Regions from separate parts of the Sus scrofa genome. Here region 1 is linked to region 2. Evidence: chromatin contacts called from public Hi-C data. All regions are on one chromosome and are shown on one strand. Each heading gives the region's core, a stretch centred on a gene start, on an enhancer-like site or on the middle of the called end of the contact. The rest is flanking DNA. Distances are from core to core; before and after follow the strand shown. Region 1 holds the start of GNAS (GNAS complex locus). Region 2 has its middle 19 kb from the start of NPEPL1.

What was found. A called contact is a pair of places that touch in the nucleus more often than the background predicts.
Region 1: a contact with region 2 is called in a Hi-C map of fetal liver, with 1.6 times the contacts expected there. The contact joins the promoter of GNAS here to the enhancer-like site in region 2. A contact is called at or near these places in 1 of 5 promoter capture datasets (fetal skeletal muscle), 3 of 47 Hi-C or Micro-C datasets (embryonic fibroblasts and fetal liver) and 1 of 2 datasets of contacts at active chromatin or transcription factors (skeletal muscle).

Annotation. Positions count from the first base shown.
Region 1 is chr17:58,982,437-58,988,354 of Sscrofa11.1, reverse strand. GNAS (GNAS complex locus) reads right to left here and starts at 2,775. Exons shown (of 13, transcript NM_001130215.2): 1 at 1,556-2,775. The coding sequence starts at 2,350. The coding sequence ends at 1,598.
Region 2 is chr17:58,891,792-58,897,254 of Sscrofa11.1, reverse strand. No RefSeq gene overlaps it. Among named protein-coding and RNA genes, the nearest start is that of NPEPL1, 19 kb to the right of the region's middle. Within about 2 kb of position 1,299, at least 23 of the 83 cell types and tissues checked have an H3K27ac peak or open chromatin away from gene starts, as enhancers often do. A contact at or near this core is called in fetal liver and fetal skeletal muscle, where this site is marked.

The sequences.
Region 1 (5,918 bases), core at 1,526-4,025, 90 kb before region 2:
AGAACCTGACCCGTCTTTTCAGGTCTCAAAACGCTTCACTTTACCCCGCAAACATTCTCATCAGAAGAGCTCAAACCGTGGCAAAAACGAGACGCGCGCGCATCACCAAAAGATCAATTTCCAAGTCGGGTGAGGTTTTGTGCATACATTTCACTAATCGGTCTTCTCCCCCAGGATTGGCGAGAAAGGCACACTATGCGCACCGAAGATGCGTTACCAGATTGCGGCCGCGTTTGTGCTCCCAACGCCGGGGCAGTTTCACCTCCAGGTCACAGATTCCAAACTTAGCTCCACGGGAGCCCAGCTGAAAATGGCCGGTGTGCGCCGCCTCCCTTCCCCTCCCCGAGGCTGCCGAAGGCACCGGCCCCTGCCCGCTCTCAACGGCGCCGAAGGACCTGCGTCGGCTCCGGCACCTTTGCCCGAGCTCGGCCGGTGCGGCTCTCTTTCGGGACGCGTCGTAGGGCTTCCCTGAAGATAGACGCGACTCCCTCTCCATCCCGTTCCTTGTTCCGCTTTACCTTTCCGCTAGCAATCACCTCGCTGACCTCTTAGCCCCTCTCTCACATCCTCAGGCTCTCGCGCAAACAGCCCGGGACCCTCTCCGGACAAGCTGCACTCAGCCCCGCCGCCAGACCAGCTGCGCCAAAAGGTTGGCGATGCCCCGACGGGACCAAGTCCGCGCTGCCGACCCCGGTAGCCCGTTGGGCACCTCCCAAGACTCCGGTACCTCCTCTGCTTGCCTTCCAAGCACGGGTGACTCACGGAGAGCCGCCGGCCGGCTCGGAGAGGTTCGCTCTGGGGCGCGCGGGCAGGTGCGCACGGCTCTTTGCCACGGTCTCTGGCCCGGCGAGCGCCCGGAAACAGGCGGTGGCGGCCAAGACTGGCTCACAGCCGCGGGGGACACTGGCGCCGAGGTCCCGCGGCCCCAAATTGGCAGCCACTGGACCTGGGCTCCAGGCTCCGGGCGTCCTAAGCCCTTGCGCGCGCGCCTTTCCCCGGAGCCAGCGGTCTCCGGAGTTCTCGCCCAATGCCAATCTGGTTACTTTTCTCGCATTGCAACAGTGTCGCTGCAGCGCGGCGGCTCTCACTTTCGGAAAGTTGGTGCGGGCACCTCCGAACCACGTTTCTGGCACCCGCCAAGGCCAACTGGTTTGAAACCAATTTCTCTAGGAGGGAAGAAAGGGAAGAAAGTGCGTAAAACGAGTGACTTACCCTTGTCTTTTGGGCGTGCAGCTCGAAACCTGGGGCGCACCCGGGGTCCAGTCGCGCGTCTTGGACACCAGCTCGGAGACCTCAGGCTGTCTCCAGCGGGGCGCAAGGAGCGCGCCCCGCGGTCCGACAAGCCTTGGGCCACCTGGGCGCCTGCCGGCGCCCTGGGGGAGATTTGGGGAGCCCTTCCCAACTCACCCCGGCCCCCAGCCTCCCGGGCTGGCTAGCTGAGCCCACTCTCTTCCCACCTTCCTTCCAACCTGCCTTTCCTTCTCCCTCCCTCCTTCCCGCCGTTCCCGCTCCCGCACCGACCCCAGACTCCCCAGTTTAGCCGTGGGCAACCAACCTGGGTCAAAGAAAACAAGGAGAATCTGGGGCGCGTCCTCCATTAGTGACGCCGGATGGGGATGGGTCCCCTCTTGGAAGGGGACTCCGGGGACGGGTCGCGGCGGGTGGGCTTCTTTGGCTTGCAGCGGCGCTGCTGCTTCTTCTCCTCTGCCTTTGGCTCCTCAGACTCTTCGGGGCCCCTCGGATCCTTGTCCTCGGGCTCAGGCTTGGGCTCCTCCCCTTCCCGGGGGCTCTCAGACTCCTGAGTGCTGGGCTGCGCACGACTCGGGGAGGCGTCGGGGCTCTGCAACCTCAGAGCGTTGAGACGCTCGGTGAGAGATTGGGCGAAGCTGGGGCGCTTGGGCAGCACGGGGCCACGCTCGTCCTCGGGCTCGGTCTCGGGCTCGGTCTCGGGCTCAGTGGTGGGGGCGGTCTCAGGCTCGGTCTCGGAGTCGGTCTCGGACTCGATTTCGGACTCGGTCTCGGTCTCAGACTCGTAGTCGAACTCTTCCTCGTACTCTAGGCACTCGGGGAGGGAGAGTTCGAGGTCTGCCTCCTCCTGCTCCTGGTCGGATTCAGGGGGCTGGGGGAATACCGGGGCGGCGGAGCGATGATGGGCGTTAAGGAAGCTCCGGCGCTGGGCAGCCGCGCGCTGCTGGGCGCGGGCGCTGGAGGTGGCAAGGGCGCGGAGGAGCGCGATGGAGCAGGAGAGCCAGAGGAGCGCGGTGGCTGCCCGGCGGCCTATGGGTGGGCACAGATCGCTGTAAGTGTGGCGAGCTCGGCGCCCCTGCTGAGCTCGGGACCTGCGATCCATTCTCACGCACACACGGCGAAGCCGACCCACCCTCTGGCTCTGCAGAGAGCAGCTCCGAAGCGCGTCGGCTGCTGGAGCCGACAAAGGTGCTCCTTGCGAGGTAAGAAGCCGGGTCCGGAGGTCCCAGCCCCACCTCGGCGGGAGGAGAAAAAAAGGAAGCCCCTACCTTCCTAACCTCTCAACTTTCTAAAGCTCCGCGCCTCTGCTGGCCTCTGAGCAAAAAGGAGGGATGGGAGAAGGGAAGAAAAAGTCAGTCTCCTCCGGGGCTCCTCTCTCTCAGTCTTAGACTCCGCAGCCTAAGACTCAGGAGAGGTGCCTCCGCTGGTCCTCTCGCCTGGGAGAGGAAAGAGGAGACTGAGGCGAGGAGTGTCGGGCGGAGAGGTTCTGCAAAGTTGCGCGCCCGGACTTCAGCCGGGCATGTGCAGTAAGGAGGCGGGGGCGTCTCCCGCGAGCTGCGCGGCGGCGCCGAGGCTGAGGCGCAGACTCTCGTGGGCCGGCAGGTGGCAGGAGGGAACCTTGTATGAGAGGATCTGGGCCGTGCGAGGGGCGGGGGGCCTGGCAGGGGCCAAGGAGCTCAGGAGCGCGTGAGCTAGCCACAGGTTAGAGTACTTGCGCAGCTGGGCCGGGGTTCTCCGTGGGCTCCAGACCCCTCCCCAGCTTCTCCTGGGTTCTTGATGAAATGATCCAAGCCCAAAGCGGCAAAAAAGCAGATGGCGCAACTGCAGATATTCAGGAGGAACGAGCGTCTGTATTAAAGATGCGGTTCCGGGCTTTTTCCAAGGGCTTAATAGTTTAAAGATGGTAACCCCAGGCAATCGTTAATCGTGAAACCACCTTTGGCAGATCTGGTATAGTGACTGTAACCTGAGAAGGTTCCGGAAAAAACCACCCCCCCCCCCGCCCCCGGCGGTCCCAAGCGGCTCATTGCCTCAGGGGTAAAAAGCGCCTTCCTTTAGAAGGGGCCCTACGGAGGTGGGTGGTGACCCCCAAACCCATTGGTGGACCACCTGGAGCTCTAGCCGGGAACTCGTGCTGAAGGACTCAGCTAGCTAGAACCGCTAGTTAAGGGGAGTCTTTCTGTGGGTGCACGCAATTTTCCGCCCCTTGGGGGCGCTCCAGGGTGATCCGCTATCAAGGAGACCTCGCTGTCGGCTCAAAGCTCTTTCCATAAAGATTTTCAGCGAGTTTAGTTCGTTCAACAAATATTGAGTACCTAGGACATGCCAAGCTCTGTTCTAAGTGCCAGAGGTAGAGTGGGAAGAAGAGAAAGGAGAGGCTATTTAGGATGTATGTGCGATTAATGAGAGCATGAAACCCGTCTCCCTCCTTACCCACCATGGCCGTTAATCCCGCCTGCATTCTACGGGAGAATATTATTGGATCGACCTGGGCATTAGGGTTAGGGGACAGCTAGGCACCCCCAGATCACGTGTTGAACCCCTAAGGAAGCTGGTAACCTCTTTCTCAGCCCTGGACAAGCAAGTGAGCTCTGTGTCCTGCAGGGGGGATCCCTGGAGGGTCCGTGTGCAGGAAAGGATGGAGCTCAGGCAGTGTGGGGATTCCAGCTGTTCTGGGTCGTGCATGCTCTCCTGGTTAAAATGCGGCGTGTCCCTTTTGGTGACAAGTCCCCAGGTGAAACCATCTTCCTGGAATCCATGGAGGTATCAACGAGGCTTCACAGGTGGGACAGGTAGGTTTGGGTTTTCTTGTCTGTTGATTCAAGGTGGGGGCACTTGGAGAAGCATGATGTTTTACCGTTCTGCGTTCCCTTCTGGGGTGGGCCCCCAGGCGTCCCTTCCTGGGGCTGCTTCCTGGTGCCCAACGCATCCTGCACCCACAGCTGTTCCTCAGCATGGCGGGACTCGCCCGCAGGCCTTTCAGCACCAGGCCTGCCTTAAAGCTGTCAAGCCCAGAGTTAAGACCTTATTAAGGTTCTCGCAGCTGTTTTTGATGGGCTGAGGTTTTGTTTCTGTGTCCTGGCCGTGGATGGTCTGGAATGTTCCTGACCTGGCTTCTTGGCTGTGTCTGTCTTGCATCTTGTATTCTTCGAGTTAGTTCGTAGCATTAAAATGCTGATTGGTCTAATAAAGTGGCATTGATTTGGCAAACCTCTTAAATGCACAAATGCCTGATTTCTAGTTGTTTCTCCCTCCTTAACATTTTCTAGAGAGACGGAGAGGGTTTTATTAGCACAAGTGCCTGGATGGCTACAGTCATTGCCTGGCTCTTACTGCGGGACCCAGGACCTTCAGAGCAGTAGGTCTCAAATCCTGATCTCTTAGCCTCAGCCGAGGGGGTGCGTGTGTAATGGTTCTGCTCTCACGGATCCTGTGTTTCTTTCAATGGCACAGCTCCACCGACAGTGTGTGGAGCATAAAGACATCATTCAAGTGATTTTTAGGGCTCATCGGGAAATAGCAGGAATATGTGGGTGCTGCTGAATGCCCTTTCAGTGGAGACAAATGCCAGCTGTCAGCAACGAGGGGGATCCTGATTCTTTAGGGTACGGAAGAAAGAACTTCATTTTTCAGGAGTGCTTTACGGCTGTGACGGAGATGGCGGCCCAGAGCTGATCCGCTCATACAGATACACCGCGATTGCCTGCATTATTAAAAAAATGTGCATTACATAATACATATTTTTGGACTAGATTCTGCATTAGTAAGGCACTTGCTTTGCAGGATGCATGCTCATCAGCAAATGAACATTTAATAAAGCACTGTGTTTAGAGCCCGGTCATGTATAGTTACAGATACATCCTGGTGTACGCTGGACGTTGGACGCAGGCTCCGGGGGCAGGAGGACTGCGCTGAAACACTGTCCCATCTTGCACTTAGTGCCATGGCCGCACGCGCGCGGCTCTGTGCAGAAAACGCTCTTTAAAACGCATCCCGGGCGTGACTTTCGAAGCGCTGGCTGCTCAGGGAATTCCAAAAAGGAGCACGTGGGGGTGGACGCCCTCGGGTTGTGAGCGGGCGGAGGAGCCAGGGGCTCTGTGGGTCTGCGGTAAACAAAGCGTGGACCCCGATCTCCTGTGGCCCCGCCGGGTGGGGGGGGGGGCTCCTCCACCAGCTGCGCCGGCACCTGCCGTTCCCAGTTCCTTAAGGTTCTGATTGGGATAAATTGTGAAGAATCCTGCCTTCAGCCCTGAAAGGATTGTCCTGTGGAAGAGGCATGAGGATGTATTTTATTTTATGTGGCTCGAGGGGGCCACAGTAGAACCCCTGGGAGGCAGTTACAACGGGTGGGGTTTGGCTCAGCCCCAGGAAGCGTTTTTCTGACAGGCAGGCCGCTGTGCTGGAGCGGCTGTCACTGGCGGCGTCCCCTCAAAGGACAGATGACCACGTGTTGGGGATGTTTTGCGTGGGACTCTCGAGCTGGGTGGGATTGGAACTCCACGCCCCCCAGGTTCTTTTCGAGTCGGATGCTGTGTCCATCCGGGGCCCTGGAGGGGGCCGCGTGCTCCTCTGACTCTGCTTCTGTCTCGGAAGCGTTTGAAAGTGCCATTGGCTCAGCGGCAGGAAGGAATGTTTGGGTAGCGGTTTCAGGACACGAGCAAACAGCTCCA
Region 2 (5,463 bases), core at 50-2,549:
CCTTTGCACACGCAGTCCCCCCCCCCACACCTGAAATGATTTCCTCCATCTTATGCATCATTTAATGCTCACTCATCCTCGCAATCTTGGCTCAGCTGTCACTGCCCCGACTGGCCCTCTCCCGAGCCCCCCCCCAGAACTGTCATCTGTGGGCTGTTTATTTATAGCACTTTCCTTACCAGAGCCCGGGAGGAAACGGGACTGCCTTGTCTTCCATCCGCAAGAGGAAACAGCGTCCTTCTCGGGGGCCCAGGAGGCTCGCCAGGCCCTTCTGACCCAAAGGGCATTAGCTTGCTCGCTGCCGACTCTCTCCCACACACAAAAGTCCTTTAGAAGCGAGGGGGGCCGTGGAGCGCCCGTGCCCTGCACTCAGAACCTCCTCCAGATGGTTCCCTGGACGGTTGGCCAGACGGAGTGCGGGGTCCTTGAGCCCTGTGCTCGGTCCTTTGCTCTGGGCGGCTCCACCGTGGGCCCTCCACCGCGGCCATCCAGCGCCTCGCGGAAGGCGGCCAAGCCACTCCTGTTGCCAGTGCCGGGAAACCCTGATTTCGGAGCACCTGCTGCTCCCAGCCTTCAGATGAGGAGACCAGGGCTCGTCGGGGGGCAGGTGCAGAGGAGGCACTAGCTGGCTGTGTCCACTGTCCCTCCCGTGCTGAGCGCCCACCTCCGGCGTTTTCCCAGCAGCCTCTGGGCGGAGGAGGGGAGGGATGATGGGCCTGGTACCCGCCCCTTGGGCCCTTCAAGGATGCTCAGGTGTGCGCGGGCCGGTGGGAGCCACGTGCGCCAGCACAGGTGCAATTCCAGGGCCCAGTGAGGCTCGGATGGGGGAAGGGCGCACAGCAGGCAGAGGGCAGGCCCAGCCTGGTTCCAGGCTCCCCGGTGGCAGGATCTCCTCTGTCGCCCTTTCCTCTGGCTTCAGGGACAGAGCAACCCCAGGTGAAAATGGGGGACATTCAGCCCATCTGAGCAGGGAGCCCTACAGCCGGGCTTGTCTGCCTCTCAGAATCTGTGTCTCTTGCCCCCCTCCCGTCCTTAGGAGTGTGTCGCTGGTCAGGAATGTGGAAGCAGCTGGCAACGCACAGGGTGTCGCCCAGACGAGGAGGCGCGGGACCTGCTGGCCCAAGTGCTCCGCCAGGCCAGGAGCAAGCCCTGTGGGTTTGCCCAGGTCTACCTGGCAGGGCGGGGGCGTGGGCTTTCTCCTGCTCAGGTGGCACTTCCGCAGGTGTGCCGTGTCCCCGTGACACAGATAAGGGGCCTGGCTCACTGGCTTCAGGTCTCACAGCAACAGAATAGGCAGAGTTGGAGTCTGAACCCAGTTCTGGCGCCCTTGAGCCTGTGCGCAGCACAGCGTCTGGCCTTGCAGGTCACAGGAGGCCAAAGGGTTCAGGATCATCCACCTGACAGATGGGGAGCCCCAGACCCAGAGCCTGGGGGTGTTTGGCTATTGACAAGCCTCTGTGCCCTGGCTGCATCTCTCTGGCCACTTGCAGCCTTGAACTTCTCTTGACTCACCTCCTGTCTCCAAGGACTGGCACCCACAGGCCTGAGGCTCACCTGCTGCACCTGCGCTCTGGGGAGAGCTGCTGAAGGTCAGAGGGGACAGGGGCCACCTGGGCTTGAATGTTTTGCCTGCCCCCCCCCCCCCGCCCCACGCTTCTGCAGCCCTGGGTGGGAATAAGAGAGGTTGCCTGGTCGAGGTCCACTGCTGACCAAATGCTAGCTCTTCTAGGAGTCACGGACACCCCCTGGCGGGTACAAGACAGTGAGTGAGTGAGGTGGACCTGGGGGCCCCTTGGGGCATGTGTGCCTCCTGCAGCCCAGCCACCACCCCCTGCCACCGTCCAGTCTCCCACAGGGCTGCTCTGGTCCTGGAAGCTGCGTGGAGCCGGCTGCAGGCTGGGGAGGTTGCCCCCGCCCCCGGCCCCCCGCAGAGGAGTGAGCTTCTCAGGGGGTGCATACAGGTGGCACTTAATCAAGAGTGTTGAATGAGGAAGCTGGCTTTAGGCCGTCCCAGCCCCGGACCAAGCACGCAGGTAGAGGCCGCAGAAATTCCCCCAACCCCTCAGAAGAAAGGGAGAGGCCGGCCCGGAAAAGACCCTGTGGCTGCGGAGTCGAGGAAACTTTCTCAGTTGGTTGGGGGAGGGGAAGGGGTCCCCGCGTTTCTCGCGCAGCCAGCGGGCCGCCAGTTTCCCATCGGAGCCCCCTGGCGTTCCAGTGGCGCTGCATGTAGGTGCGTGTGAACAAGGCTCCTGAGCTTTTTAATTTGGGGTTTTCCTTTTTGACTTTTTCTCCTGACTCAAGATTGCTCCCTGGACTCGGCCACAAAGCTCTCAGGACCACAGAGGGGGCCGAGGAGAAAAGAGCCCACCGCTTGGCTGTTGGCAAGAACACGACTGCCCCTTGTGGGAGCGCAGGCTTCCTGGACCCCGGCCCCAGATGGTGCTGCAGGGAGGACGGAGGGGAGGGCAGGCCCGGGCTTTGGGGGCCTGCCCGGCAGTGACAGGGCATCGGGCAGCCCCCCGCCCCCACCCCACCCCCACCTCACCCACCCCCCAGCCCTGGGCCCTGAGCAAGCACCCTGCCCTCGCGCCGGAGCTTCCCGCTGCTCCCGGGTGGGGTGTGGGGCAGAGCAGCCCTCCCACCCCCACCCCCGATGACGTCTCGCAAGTGCGTGGGGCCTGGTACTTTTCCAAGGGCTTTTAAACGCATTATCTTGTTGGAGGCTCATTTGAGGCAAGGACTTGAAGCCGGCTGGAAAACAACTAATTTACTGAATCCTGAGTGGAGAGGAGGCAGAAGGCAGCGTGTGTTTTTGCTGAAGCTCTAACCAAAACAACCTTTTGTTAAAGAACAAACAAGTAAACAAAACTGCTGAATGTCGATGCCCAGGGAACAGTCTGAACAGAGGTTCTGGGCAGAGCATCGCGCAGTGAATTCAAAGCCGACAGGGACGGGGGAGGGGCTGCTAGGGCTGCTGATGTGCTCCTGAGGGGGCCCCAGAGCTTTTAGGGGGTGCACTAGTGCAGCAGGGGAGAGGCTGAGCCCTGCGGGGACCCCAGACACTGGCCCATGCGTGGGAGGAGCTCCTGCGGGCTGGCTGGGGAGGCGGGGACACCAGACAGAGGTGGGGGAAGGGGTGCGTTGGGGGGCGGGGCCAGGCTGCTGCCTACGGGGGTGGGGAGCACTAGAGGTTTCCTGGGGCATCGCCAGCCCCCCACTGACGCAGCACTTGGAGTCAAAAAACATCCGCAGCAGGGAGGTGGGGAGCGTTTGCCGAGGTGATTGGCCGGCCTGTCTGTGTTTTCCAAACAAATGATTTTGTCCTGTTTGTGCTGCTTCTTTAAAACACATCTATTGCCCCCATTTCTGGTGGCACAGAAAGGTGAAGGGACACAGCTGGAAACGCGTGTGGGCATCTGAGGGGGTGGGCAGGTTCCCTCGACCTGGGCTGGGCTGGGAGGTGGGGTGGGAGGGGTCCTCTTGACCTAACTGCCCCCCCACACCTGTCCCAGGGGAGGCAGGCTCAGCCAAGGGCCTCGGGGACCAGTGGGGACCCTCGCTGCATGGGCTGGCCTGCAGGTTCTCCCTCCTGCTAGAGGCCGGCCCACTGGGGTGGACGGTGAGAAGGCCTCAGTCTCCCTGCAGCTGGGGGTGAGGGACAGCCTGGCACCCTGAGGTCGGTCATGGGTGTTGAGCCCGAGAGCTCAGCACCCAGGGCTGGCTGCCTGTCCAGGGGCCTCTTCCTTCTCCTGGGAGCCAGGTGACAAGAGAGCATCCCTAAACACCCGTCACAGGCCTACCCATCCCCTGACATAGTCGCCTTGGGTGACCCTGGGCTTTCCCGGGCCTGCAGATGTCCCCAGGGCCTGACACTGCCTCTCCTGGGGCCTGCTGCCCACGTCCCCTCTCCCACACAGCCCACTCGCACAGGCCGCGGGATGTGGACAGGCTGGCCTTCTTCCGCAATGCCACTGGGGCCGAGGGCCCGGCAGCAGAGTGGTAGGTGGTCCAGGAGTGGCGGCCAGACTGTGACCAAAGCCGGGGCTGTGGCCGAAACCTGGAGCTGGTCATCTTTAACGACAAAGTCAGCCCCCAGAGCCGGATACAGGTAAGGATCTTTCCTGCCCTACGAGCCTGCCTCATGCCCTGGGCTCTTCAGACCCTTCTGGCCCCTTCTGGCTCCTGCTCCCCAGGACTGTCCCTGGGGGACGGGGGAGGGGAGACAAACCTCTTTTCCATCAGCCCGAGAAACACCTAGATGGTGGGTCACTGTCACACAAACCCCTGGCAGAAAGGGACACGCCCACGGTCCCATCCCTCATTCCCACCTGCAGGGTAACACGCATGCCCCAGAGGTGCCCCCTTGCAAGAACGCCAAAGCCCCCACAGCAGATCCTGGGGGCTGTGAGTGGCCAGCAGTGGCTCCCCGATCCCAGGGCGCGGAGCGGGGGCCCCGGCGTCCTCTCCCGAGACAGGGATGCTGACACCTCCCCCACCCCCCAGCATCGTCAGGCTCTATGTGTCTGTGGTGACGGTTGTAGCCAAGTTCGTCCGTGAGTACTCCCTTGGCATCGCTCACTCCATCAGGTATGACCAGCTGCCCCACGTGGACCACGTGCTCGGGCTCTGCACCCACGTCTTCCTGGCCCACCACGAGCTGGGCGAGCTGCAGCTGGAGCAGGACCTGTTCGCCACACTCATCTTCCTGTGCCGCTCGCCAGACCCCATGGTCAGGTGGACCCGCCCGTGCCCGCCCGGCCCCCGCCGGCCACCCGCCGACCATGCTGCCGGGGCTCCAGCAGGGCCACGGGAAGCAGCTGCCTCATCCTAAAGCCTCTGGCCTCGAAGCAAGGTGTCCTCTCACCCCCGGGCCCCCGGTGCCAGGCCGTCAGCCTGCAGCTGCTCCCCAGCTGGGCCCCTGGGCCTGAGGCTGCCTTTGTGCCCGGACAAGGGAGACTCAGTTCATCTCCTGCTCCTTGACCCTGCGTCCTGCAGCCCCTGGCGGGGGAGGTGGACAGTGCCAGCTGCTGGGAGAAGGAGCTGGACCAACTCGGTGGCCTCTGGCTCCTCCGGGGCTTCTCAGGGGGAAGCTGGAGTGAGCTGCCTGTTGCAAGACCATTAAGCAAGCTAATGACCTGTGAAGGCTCCTGGCCCTCCGGCCCCAGCTCAGCGCGCGGGGGCCCACCGGCCGCCTTGTGACCACTGTTATTGTAACTTAACATGTTGGGCCACGGTTTTCCCAGACAGGCCGGGGCCTTGGAGCCGCTGCTTGCCTTTGGGGGGCCCAGCCGGGGCTGTGCACGCAGCAGACAGTTAATAAATATATGCTTGGGATCAAGCCCAGCAAGAGTCACCTTGATTTCTAGGGCTGGGGACTTGGAGTCTGGGGACCCTGGGCAGAGGGAAGGGGTCGGTGAGCCAGGACGCCGCCTGGGACGCGTGTGCTGCAGCCCCGCCCGGCCC